2 separate regions of the Mus musculus genome follow, and region 1 is linked to region 2. A link is a contact called in public HiChIP or PLAC-seq data. All regions are on one chromosome and are shown on one strand. The core of a region is the stretch at or near the end of the contact, and the rest is flanking DNA. Distances in the headings are between cores, read along the strand shown.

The links. HiChIP or PLAC-seq counts read pairs in DNA pulled down with a chosen protein or histone mark.
Region 1: a contact with region 2 is called in an H3K27ac HiChIP or PLAC-seq map of double positive thymocytes, with 5 times the contacts expected there. The contact joins the promoter of 4930465M20Rik here to the enhancer-like site in region 2. A contact is called at or near these places in 8 of 484 Hi-C or Micro-C datasets (CD4 T cells, CD8 T cells and memory CD8 T cells) and 3 of 115 datasets of contacts at active chromatin or transcription factors (double positive thymocytes, memory CD8 T cells and regulatory T cell precursor).

What each region holds. Positions count from the first base shown.
Region 1 is chr12:107,732,924-107,738,419 of GRCm38.p6, reverse strand. 4930465M20Rik (RIKEN cDNA 4930465M20 gene) reads left to right here and starts at 2,932. Exons shown (of 3, transcript NR_045973.1): 1 at 2,932-2,971.
Region 2 is chr12:107,122,205-107,128,528 of GRCm38.p6, reverse strand. No RefSeq gene overlaps it. Among named protein-coding and RNA genes, the nearest start is that of Gm52008, 14 kb to the right of the region's middle. Within about 2 kb of position 4,043, at least 35 of the 459 cell types and tissues checked have an H3K27ac peak or open chromatin away from gene starts, as enhancers often do. A contact at or near this core is called in CD8 T cells, double positive thymocytes, memory CD8 T cells and 1 more, where this site is marked.

The DNA of each region.
Region 1 (5,496 bases), core at 1,683-4,182, 610 kb before region 2:
CTTTGAGCTTTGTGAGTCATGAGTCACTTCCCATTTGTCCCTTCCTGATCTCTTTTCCTTGACTCTCTTACTCTGACTTCTAATCAACCCATCACAATCTCCAACATTTAATAATATAACATAGCTGTGCAGTGCTCATGTCAGGGAGACCTTCTAAGAAAGATGCCATAAAGTGACTTATGTGTGTGGTGATCAGAGTGTGCTCACTCATTTGGAGGGTCAACACATGGTAATGCCATGTAGCCTTATAGAACTTTATGATGTATATGGCTTGATGTCGACTTCGGAAACATCGTTAGGCTGCACGTGACTGGATTCATTGGCACTGAGCTGTGTGTCAAGTGCCTGCCACTTGCTAGCACACAGCTTGTTCTATGTTCTTATGTTATCTTCTTTCCCTTTGTTGGCACACTTTGACCTCAGTTGTCTCAGCACCAGACTTCTTCCGTTCTACTTACGGGGTTTCATGAAGAGGAGAGCTGAGGCTTGTTTCCAGGGCATGGCTTCAATCTAATTTAAATCTACTCACTGATTGGCTTATTATGGAGCCTAGGAACCCTGGTCCACAGATTGATGAAAGCTTTCCCCATGTGATTGGATAAGTCAAACAGCATTGGCTTAAATCTTAGTGATACTCTACCCATAAGATTAGGTCTCTATACCCTGGCCCTGTCTGGGCTCTACCTTCTAGAACTCTCTCCAGGAAGAGCATCTTCCTGCCCTGGCTTTGGACTTAATAGGGTGTTGATCTTATTGGATACTTTAAGTCAGCCCTGAACTACAGAGTCCCCTGTCACTGTGGCTTCTGCCTTCTGTGCCACAGGCTTACCAGAGAGACACAATTCTTGATCTCTCCACTATTCCTTCCATACCTCTGAAGTGAAAACTTAAGGGTTCTTTGGAAAGTCAGTTGTGTTGGATGGTATTTTGCTGGCGCAAACATGTGAAGAAGTGTTTTCCTGAAGTGGACACAGGTGAAAGGCTAAGGCTGAGTGCTTTTGCTGAAGCAGACACAGGTGAAAGGATGTGCTGTGTGAAAGGACACATGATGAAGGAGTCTTTGCTAACGACACACATGTATTAGTCTGCCTTACTTTGTGTAGTTGAGTTGCATTTGGGACTCTGTAGAGAGAAATGCACCCCTAAAACTTTTGGTGCTGTGCCGAGGCTTCTTGTCACTTCCTTGGAGTCAGGCTGATTGGCAGAGTGATGCCAGCTGAGACAGATTCATGTGTTGAGGCAAGATACGTGGTGAGGCAGGGCCAGTGGAAGACACATGATGTTTGGGGGCAGAAGAGGCTGAGCTATGCTTGTTGTGTAACACTTGTTGGGTTCGTGGCAAGGAAGACCCTAGCACTGAGAACAGACAATAAATGAGCAGGCCCTGGCACGCTACAACAATGGAGTGGTTCAGCCCTTGGCCAGTGCTGAAGTGTATAGGAGACAGGAGAGAGGGCTCCACCGCAGGTCCAATGTCTCGGGTGAGGAGAGAGAAGACAGCAATTAGATATTGTGGAACTGACATCAGGGGCACCAGATGCACGGCAGAGACACAGTGCAAGGCTAAGGGTGATAAATCATCAAGTAAGGCTGATGTGTGAGAGTCAGAGGTGACACAGAAAGGCACAGATCTCATGCCCTGGCAGAGGGGTTGCAGATCAGGCTGTAATTAAAAGAGTAATACAATGTCTTGAAAGATCTGCAGTCTCAGATCAGCAGGATCGTAATGCCAAGGTTAGCTCACAAAGGAGGAGAAGTAGGGTCGTGGTCCCAGGAGTCCATTGAACAATCTTGATTCCCTTACCGCTTTGAGTTAATGTTTCCAGGTAAGGAAGTGGGTGGGTCACTGTGCTGGTAACCACCTGAATTCAGACACTCATCTCTGCAGGAGGGCCCGGATGGGTAGCATCCGACATGGCTACAGCACAAAGGCAACAGCAGTTGCTCCCGGACAACCCTCTTTTAAGTTCCCCTGCTGAAGAGACTCATAGCCAAGGTCTTAGAGCTCCTGCACCAAGATGGAGTCAACTTCGAGTTGGAAGTGGGTTCTGGTGTAACAGGTGTAGACTGTAGTAGACACCACTAAAGCCCATACGGATGGCACCTGTGGGGTTGGCTGCATCACCCCCTCCATCCTGAGGCCACAGGTCACTTGGTCAATGACAACTTAATACTGAAGTGGGAAGACCTAGCTCCTTCAGCAATGACTTAGGGCTTTCCTGAAGGTTGCTGTCCACAGCAAGGTTCCCATGCGCTCCCCTGGTAGTGGAGTATATCTCATTTTTTCTTTATGTCAAATCCATCCTTCCTTCCACAGCCCCGTCCGTCTCCAGCTCCTCTGCAGTGTTTTTGCAAAAACACTACTCAAAGGCTCAGTTTCTGTTTCTCAGAAAACCTGCCTTTGCAACAGTAACATCCAGGGCTCCCGTCCTCTCTACTTCTCTTCTGGGTTCATCTTCAAATATAAGGTCCTTGTCCATTGCCCCAGCCTCCCAGACAATGCCATGGTGATCTTGTGTCTGGCACTCTGGTCCTTGGACTGGCTTACCCCTACATCTGTTAATTTCTAAGAGCCTCCTCCAGCCTTCTTACCTAGCCCCATCCAACTACAGAGGGAGTCCTTGTTTCTCAGGGAGAACAGGGGAGGGGCAGTCACTTGCTGATAGAGAATGTGAAGAGAGACTCAGTCAAGTCCAACTGTGCGAAGCCTGCCTTTCCAGCTATTTGAGAATCACTGGCCTCCCAAAACCACCCTGGAAGTGGCCTCCCATTGTGAGGGCTGCCGTGGCTCCCATTGTGAGGGCTGCCGTGGCTCCCATTGTGAGGGCTGCCGTGGCTCCCATTGTGAGGGCTGCCGTGGCTCCCATTGTGAGGGCTGCCATCTTTCTTTCCGTTCACAGGTAGGTAGGTGGGTGGGCCGCTCAGTACATGGACAACTCATCCTGGTAACATGTCCTGTAGACACCCAGAGGTCAGAACTGCAGAGTAGGTTGCTGGGAGGGCAGGTCACAGCAAAACACCCTTTCAAGTGCTTGGGTTTGGCAAAGACACAAGTGTGTGTATGTGTGTGTGTGTGTGTGGTATATGTATATGAAGGTGAGTGTGTGTATGTGTGGTGTGTGTGTTGTGTGTATGAATGTGAAAGTGAGCGTGTGTATATGTGTTGTGTGTATGTATGTATATGCACGTGTGTGTGTGTGTGTGTGTGTGTGTGAGGGTGTGTCTATATGTGTTGTATGTGTGTATTCTCTTTCCTTAGCTCCTCTTCTGTTCCTTTCCAAGCCTCCATGAGTTAAAGGGTCTCTATTCAGCATGTCATGCATCTCCTCCAAGTGCTTTTCAACAAGAAAGGTTTACTGTCTGAGCAGCTCTACGTGGCTGCTTGGCACCTCTTCCTTGACCAGATGACTTAGGCTCTACTAATAGTGACAGGACAGCCTCAGGCGCCCTCACAGGAGGTCAGCCCAGTGGAGAGCATCAGAGTTGGCTCGCAACCTTTCCCAGCTCTACCTTTTATGAGAAGGAGGAATGTTCATGGTGGGGAACGGCCTTTCTTCTTCTTCTGGTTGCTGTAAGAGACTGCATGATGAAAAGAAAGCAGAGGCCACTAATTGTCTCCTCGGCCTGCGGCTTTGTTGCAAAGGCCTCTGGGAAACCCTTTTCTAGGTGCCTTGCTGTTCTGGCCAACCACATCCTGCGACCGGCTTTGCTCACAGAGCTCAGTGCAAGGCAGTGGAGGACCCAGTTTTGTTTCTCTGTGGGACAGATTAGTTGGTCTGTCTCAGATGCCAGGGAAAGTCAGGTCAGGAGCAGCTGCAGGGGAGTACCAGACTGTGGACATCCATGTACCTTTTAGCAGAGGAAGCAAGATTGCACAAGCATGTCTGAGACTCCAAGGTCTCTTCCTTCCTCCTGCAAATGTCCAAAGGCTCAGACGACACTACCCTTCCTGAGAGCATTGCAATGTTTGGAAGAGAAATAGGGTAATGTGACTGAGAGGACCTTGTCCTCCAATAGCTTCCAAGTTCACTGTCCTGCAGACACAAAGTGACTTTATTCAGGAAAAATAAAGGCCCGAACTTGAACTTGGGAAGACCACTTTGCACTCACAAAGTGTGGTTGTTGTGAGACCTTCAAACAGGCCGGTGTCATGTTTAGCACATACCTGCTGCCCTGTAGTGAGGAAGTGCCGGTGTCCGGTGTCCGTTGCATTGGGGACAGCCCCCTTGTTAGGGAGGGTGATTTGGGATCTACTGTTATTGCTGGACGTTCAATCTAGCTGCACAGAGAAGCTGTGTGAGATCAAGGCTGGGCCCCTCTAGGAGGTGGGAGGAGAGGACTGTGGTCTCCTGACTTGCGTCCTGGGAAGAAGGCTGAAGATGTGGGACGATTCTTACTTTGGACTGAGCTGGTCTGACCTTCCTGATTGAGACACTAACATAGAGTTCCCCAGGGGCTGCTCAGTGGAGATGGAGGTGAAGTCTGCTAAGTCTGCTAAGTCATGACTGTGGCATGTGCTGTGTGCATATGTCCGTGAATGTTCATGTGTGCACATGTGTGACTACGTGAGAGGCCAAGGGTTGGCAGAACCCCATGGTTGCTCCTCAGTAAAGAATCTAGGCTGAGAAGGTAATTCCTCCCTCCTCCCTCCCTCCTCTCTCCCTCCTTCTTCCCTCCCCTCCCTCTTCTCTCCATCTCTTCTTTCTGTCATCTTCTTTTTTCTTCCCTTTCCCTCCCTTCTTTTCTCTCTTCCTCCCTCCTCTTTTTCTCCTTCCTCCCTCCCTTCTCCTTTCCTCTTCCTCCCTTTTCCTCCCTTATCCCTTCCCTCCCTCCCTTCCTCCTCCCTCCCTCCTTCCTCCCTCCCTCCCTTCCTCCTCCATCCCTTCCTCCTCCATCCCTTCCTCCTCCCTCCCTCCTCCCTCCCTCCCTCCTCCCTTCCTCCTCTCTCCCTCCTCTCTCCCTCCCTCCTTCTTTCTTTCCTTTCTGTGTCATCTTTCTTCTTCCCCTTCCCTTTCCCCTTTCCTCCTTTCCTTCCTCCCCTTTTCTCCCATCCTTCCATCATCTCTTCCTCTCTTCTTTCCTGTCTCCCCGTCCCTCATTTCTTTCCTCCCAATCACTTCCTTCCTTGCCTCTTCCCTCTTCCCCCTTTCCTCACTTCCCTTCTTTCTTTCCCTTTAGCAAAGCATACTTTCTCCATGTGGGCTATCTCTCCTACTCCTGCCCAGTAGGAGAGGGAAATTACCTAGTTAGACTGGGACCTGCTCTCCTGAGTGAGACCTCATGAGGCTGAGAACTGTAAGCCCACCTGAGTAATCGCTGACCTGAAACCCTCTGGTTACTCAGGAAGAAACTGACGGATACAGGAAGCAAGGGACTTGTTGGCAGGCGTATCACCATTTGTCGGCAGCCACTAAGGGATGCGAATGTAGAATTTTTGTAGTGTTTTGTGGAGTTTTTAGTAACAAAGAAGTTCTGCCCCTCAGGATTAGCCTCTCA
Region 2 (6,324 bases), core at 2,794-5,293:
TGCAGACAGAGTGAGGATGGCAGAGGCACAGGACTCTCTTCTCTGAAGCTATCTGCACCCTCCGACTTGGGTTTCAACTTTGAAGTTTCATTAGCAGGCTGCTACTAACCGATATTGCGATTCTTATCGCTCCCTAAATTATCTTCCCCCATGGCTATCATAGCCGTGGACTAATTTGATTCCAGGGCTATCAAAAAAAAAAAAAATCTCCTAGAGTTAAAATAACACTTGAAGAGCCATCTGAAATCAAATTGCACATATTGCTTACAGAGATCACTTATTATTTAGACTCACCTGTAATTATATCGAAATATCTTTTTAAATGAATGCTAATTTCTCATATGGATAATACGTTTCGTGGGGTCATAGAATGCTTGTGCGCACCTTAACCCGATTGCAGGTGGCATGGGCTGTGGTGCTTTGTCCTTACATGGTAAGACTGGTGTAAAACATCTGGGTGGCTGTGTGGCTGTGTGGCTGTGTGGCCTTGAGCCTTGCAGCTAATTGGAGGCTGTAGTCCCCGTTCTTGTTTCTCCCAATATTCTCTAAGTGATGCATCTACCTCTTAGTGGCTCATCTCTGGAGCAGGCTGACTTTCAAGGCCTTAAGAAGCCCTGACAATCATGCCACCTCTTCAAGGGCCTACCAGCATGCTTGGTCAGAACAGAAAACTTTGCTGGGTGACTGTGAGACTGGGCCCCCAGTCTGTTTCCAGTGTTTTGGCTGAACCTCTGAGAAGGAACTGGGGTAGGGGCTTTCCAGCCCCAGGACATGACTCACGTTCGGTTTCTGAGTCTTCAGCCAATGATCAGTATTTCCATACAGTGAGCAATGTGTGTGTCCTTCCTTGCATCCAGACAAACAACTCTGCTCTTTCACCCGGGCCCTCTGCTGTCCTCTGTCTCCACAGGAGACAGAGGTTGTATGAGCCAGCATCCATCCCAAGCTTGGGATGAGGGAAGCATCCCTCGGTCATCAGTGCCTGACTTCCACAGAGCCTCAGCAGCTTCTCCTGCCAGGCTGATTTAGTATCCTTCCATACTGCCTTTTCTTCTGGAAAGATGACCTCATAGAATGGACTGCAGCTTTGCACGCAGCCCCAGGTCTCACAAGTGGCTTGGCCTTGAGAAACCGTAGAGACCTTTATCTATTTTTTTACTTTATTTATTTTTATTATTTTGGCTATTAGACTCACAGTGCTTAGTGTGGGACTCAAAACCCAAGGAGAACTCAGAAAACTTGTGCTTAATGAAGAAGAAGAAAAAGGGAGGGAAACAGAAAAGGAGTGGAGGGGTGGGCAGAAGAGTAAGCTTGCTACCTCTAAGCTTATCCCCAGTGCTCTGGGTGGAAGCTATCCTCTCTTTATCCAAGATTTCCTCATGGGATTGTCTACTGGGTGAGTCTGTACACTCTGTGAATTAGGTGTCCCATATTAGGTGTGTGTGTGTTTGTGTGTGCGTGTTGGTGGGGAAGCTATAGAGAGTAGATGTGCCATTGGTGAGGTCAAAGTTCCCATGTAACAAAAATACAGGTAATGAGTCTTTTTCAAAGTCACATTTTGCAATTTAAAACACTGAGTCAGGTTCGAGGGTGACATACGTCTTGCTCTTTGTGGAAATCAAGACTTGCCTGTCAGTACTAACTGTCCATGTTTCCTGTCCACGGATCCTGTACAAGGGGTCAGGTATTAGGCCAAAAGACTAATTTTTCCTCATCTCAATTTTCTTTTGTTTACCAGTATACCTTAGACTTCTCTGGCCCTGTGTAACCTGGCAGACAGGAAAAAAAAATGGCTTGTAGCCATTGAAGAAGAAATGTCTCCCCTGGGATTCCATTCCTCACTGAGAGTGACCGATTCATTTGGGACCATGTTGCTTCTGCTTGATAGTGGCGGGGCGGGGGTTGGGGGTGGTGGTTAGAGCTCAAGACCATGGCTGTGGTTTTTGCTTCTGTCTTTCGAGGCCTGGTGGGAGCTTTTCCTAGTCAGGCCCTTAAGTGATGCCTGTAACTCAGAGTTCCACTGGATACTTTCTGTGTGGCTCTGGCTGTCCTGGGACTCGATCTATAGACCAGGCTGGCCTCCACCTGGGAGATCTGCCTGTCTCTGACATCTGAATGCTGGGGTTCGAGGTGAGTGCCAGCACCACCCAACCCCGTTTGATATTCTCTACCCTTGTTCTACCAAGATTCTGCGGAATGCCTTCTGCTCCTCACAGAGGCCAGTTAGAATCTCAGCTTGGAAACACCCGTGCAATTTCTGTGAAATTATGGCACGGTAATCTCTTCATCTGAGAGTCATGGGTAAGCATGAAGCCTTTCCTGTCACATTACCATCACCTGGCGTCTCTTCCCTTGCATTTTAATGCACCCGGCCGGCTTCTGTCACGGGGCCTGTGTTCTGTTTATTACCCCTGGTGGGATGTTCTGCAGCTGGTCAATGCCACACTTCCCTCAGAATGTCACCAAGATACCGTGTCTGGCAACCCTGGTTATTCCCTGTTGCTCCCAACAGAGTCTACTTCCATGTCTGGTTTTAGTTTTCTTCACAGTGTTTATTTCCTGAAACAGCATTTTTACTTATTAATGTTTCTGCTATCTTCTCCAACTCTATTCTTGTTCTGTCTTAAGTGGTGGGCCAGGTCATGGTTGCTCCCCAAACATTTCCAGAATAGATATGTATGCTTGAAATGTGCTACAAATCCCCTTCTCTCTGTGGAGATCCCAGGCTCCGTTGAGAAGCAGGAAGCACCAGCTGCGGTGTCCACTTATATCTGTGGAGGGCAGCTGAGCACCCGGGGGCATGCACGCACGTGAGAAGAAATAGTCCAGGGAAAACAAGAAAAATCCACAAGACCACATATGAAGAAAACCTGAGGGGAAGAGAGCTAGAGAGACCCAGAGCAGGAGAGAAGCAAAGATGAGAGCAGAGACCCAAGGAGGGGGAGAGAGACATGCCCAGCCCTGAGTACAGAAATGGACAGCAGAGGCCAGGCCCAGAGCCTCAGGCCACTCTTCTTCAGCATGCCTGGCGCCCGCCCACAGGGAGTCCCTATTACATCATCTCCTCGCCCTTTGGAAGCTGAGTGCCACCTTATTTACTTGGATCTCCTGGTCAGCCCTGAGCCCTTTGTGAGCGGCGACGTCCCTGAGTGCTCCCCTAGAGACCCTGGCGTCCCCTGTAGCACCAGGTCAGGGACAGCCAATTACCACAGAAAAAGGTCTTGGTGGCTCCTGCTAATTGCTGTGGCCTCAGCAGGTCTTAATTCTCTCTTCCCTCCTCCCCAGCCCCAGTTCCCAGGGGCCCTATACTTCTCTGAGCACACAGATGCAAACTCTGGAAAGATTAAACTTCCACTGCCTCTCTGCCCAGGGCCTGCAAGTCATCACAAAACATCTAGAGAAGTGAAGACCCCACCCCTACCCCCGAGTGCCCAGTCCTCCAGGATCTTCCGTGTATGCCCACCCCCCCCCAAAACCTCCGCAGGTTGTCTTCCCTGAAAGGCTCCTGCTCCTCTCTGACACTGGGCCCCAGTCTCCCAGGAGCTCCTAGCTGGCTGAGGACATCACAAATCACAGTTGCATGGACCAGAACTGGAGCCAGAGCCACTCTATTTGTCAAACTGCTGTGACTGCCACAGCCCGAAGCTACTGAAGGGACACGGCTCTGAACTGGGCCTGTGGTTTTGATCTGTGGCCCCCTGTCTCTTTCACAGAACCCTAAAGCTGGCTGTATTTTATAGATCAGAACAGTGCATTATAACTACACTGTGCCATGCTACCCGTGGGGTCAAGGTAACACCTAGGGACAGAATGTGCTTCTACGGGCACAGCAGTGATCATGTCTGTTCTCACGGTGAGGGGAATGTGAGCTCCAGCTAGAGACTTCAAGGAGTTTTAACAATTCAGGTCAGGTTTTACCCACAGAGAAATGTTAAGACGCTTTGAAACCCATTTGACTCTGAGATCACAGGCCAGTCACCAGCCATGCGGCATGAGAACGGCTCTCTTTGCTCCGACGGTAGAGATGGTAACCCAGGGGTGAATGGAACTTCTGCTTGTAAGCCAGCTCTTCAGAAGTGGAAGGGGTGTGCAAAGCTGAGATAGTTCTTGTTCCCAGCAGTGCACGGCGGACCCCTCTGCTGGGCTGGCTGACTTACTTCACGCGTCGGCTTCGTGGGTGGGTCACACGGCCTCGGTCTGCACCTGTCACTCTGACCTCCTTTCATGGAAGGCATCTGGGATGGAATCAAAGCATTACCTCAGGGGCTGAGGTACAGACAGTGTCTGGTAATGTAGCCTGAGGCTGTAATGACCTGAAAGAGCCAATAGAAGTGTCCATTGTGTTAGAGCTATATTAAGTAAGTAGGGCTATATACTCTAGACACTCAATAACTGCTCACTTAAATCGCTGAAGCCTGGCCCCAGCCAGGTCCATCCACCATCATTCTGTGCACATTAAGGATGTGGAGGATGGAGTGCCCTGGAGACAACAGGTTTGGGCTTTCCCCAGGACATAAACTCAGAACACCTCTCCAAGATTCTGGAAGACATTTTCGCCTGCTCCAGGCAGTTCCCAGGGCAGACAGAGTGTCTTCACACTGCGACCTCTGACCTTGGAACAGGTGTCCAACTCTACCCTTGCGGCAAGACAGTTGACTTGTCAAGGCTTAAGAAGACTGTCACCCCTCTCCTCTGGCAGGGTTTCGGCTTCCTTCGCTCTTCACCGTGTGAAGATCAGAGGTGTGGCTCCCACCCCCCCACCCATGTGACAGAGGCAAGAGCAGAAAACAGGCTGGTTGTCACCAAGGAAGGCCAGAGGCTGCGATTATGTGTGGAGGTTCAATGTTTGCCCGTTCAGGGCAGGCAGGCAGGAAGATAGTTGTGAGGCTTTGGGGAGCCAACCGCCTGTGACTGACTCTAGCAGCTAGAATTAAAAATAAAAGGAAACAAAACAAACAAAAAATAAAAACAAAAACAAAATAAAACAAAAAACCTAACAACAACCAACCAGGCTTCCAGTGCAGCGTGGACTCTGGTAATCGGCAAGACAGGCTAGTTTGAATTGCCTCAGTTACCCAGTCTATGAAATAGGCTGCTGATGCACCCTTCACATGCCTGCTGGGTCATAGGATCTGGAGTGTGGGCAAGACTCTAACACAAAGCCCCAGAGCTAATGAGTTTCCAGTTCTCAAGATCGCGACTTGGCAGACACGGTCCCATTTGAGCCCTTGCTGGCTTGCAGTGTCTGTCCCCTTACCTCTGCTGATTAGCAGGCTCACTCAGACATTAGGTATGCTTACACGAGTTGCTCAGGACCACAGAGATCTCCAGTGGTCAGACTCTGGTAGAAATTCAGTTTTCTCAGACTATGAGCAAAATCACCTTAAAGAAGGCTGGGGAGCTAGCTGAAAGTTGGCAACGTGCTTGCTTTGCAATCATGAGGACCTGTGTTCAATTCCCAGAAACATAATAATAATAATAATAATAATAATAATAATAATAATAATAATAATAATAATAAATAATGTTGACAAGAACTTTGGTGTGGGGTGTGGATTTGTAATGCCAACAGGTAGATATTTTGGGCTCTCTGGTCAGACAGCCTAGCCTGCTTGATGAGTTCCAGGTCAATGAGAGATCCCATTTCAAAAGAAAGGTGGTACCTGAGAAATGTCCTCTGGCCGGCCTGCAAGTCTCCTTGTATAAGTGTATGTGTATGTCCATGAGCACATGTGTATGTGCATAAATGCATGCACATATATGTTTACACACACACACACACATGGGGAGAGAGGGGGAGAGGGAAGGGGGGAGAGGGGAGGGAGAGAGAGAGAGAGAGAGAGAGAGAGAGAGAGAGAGAGAGAGAGACTCTGTATAGTTAACAACAAAGACGATAGCTGATCATTAGTTTAACATAAGGAAACAATGTTTCTTATCAGGGTCCTGCTTTGAAGAGATAGTTACTATAAGAATATAATAACTGTTCCTGCTGGGGAGAGGCTCTCAGTTCTCTGCCCTGGTCAAGAAGTAAGTGTTGGGTTACTTTTCCCTCAGGAAGCAGCCTTTCATGCAGATTTCATGGCCCAAAGAACAAGGATGAATTGGCCCCCGAAACACATCAAGTTCTCTCCCTGGCTCTAGGCCTGAAGGGAGAAGGATGAAACTTTGAAGCACAGTGAACGGGAGCTGTGTCTTTAAAAGTGAGCCTGTCCTTGCCTTCTCTGGGCAGAGCACAGCAGCTGGGCTGCCCCCCAGGCCCAGGCCTCCTGTTTTGCACAGCCTCTGAAGCCAGCTTGGCTGCTGCCCTGGGAGTCTCCCGGCCAC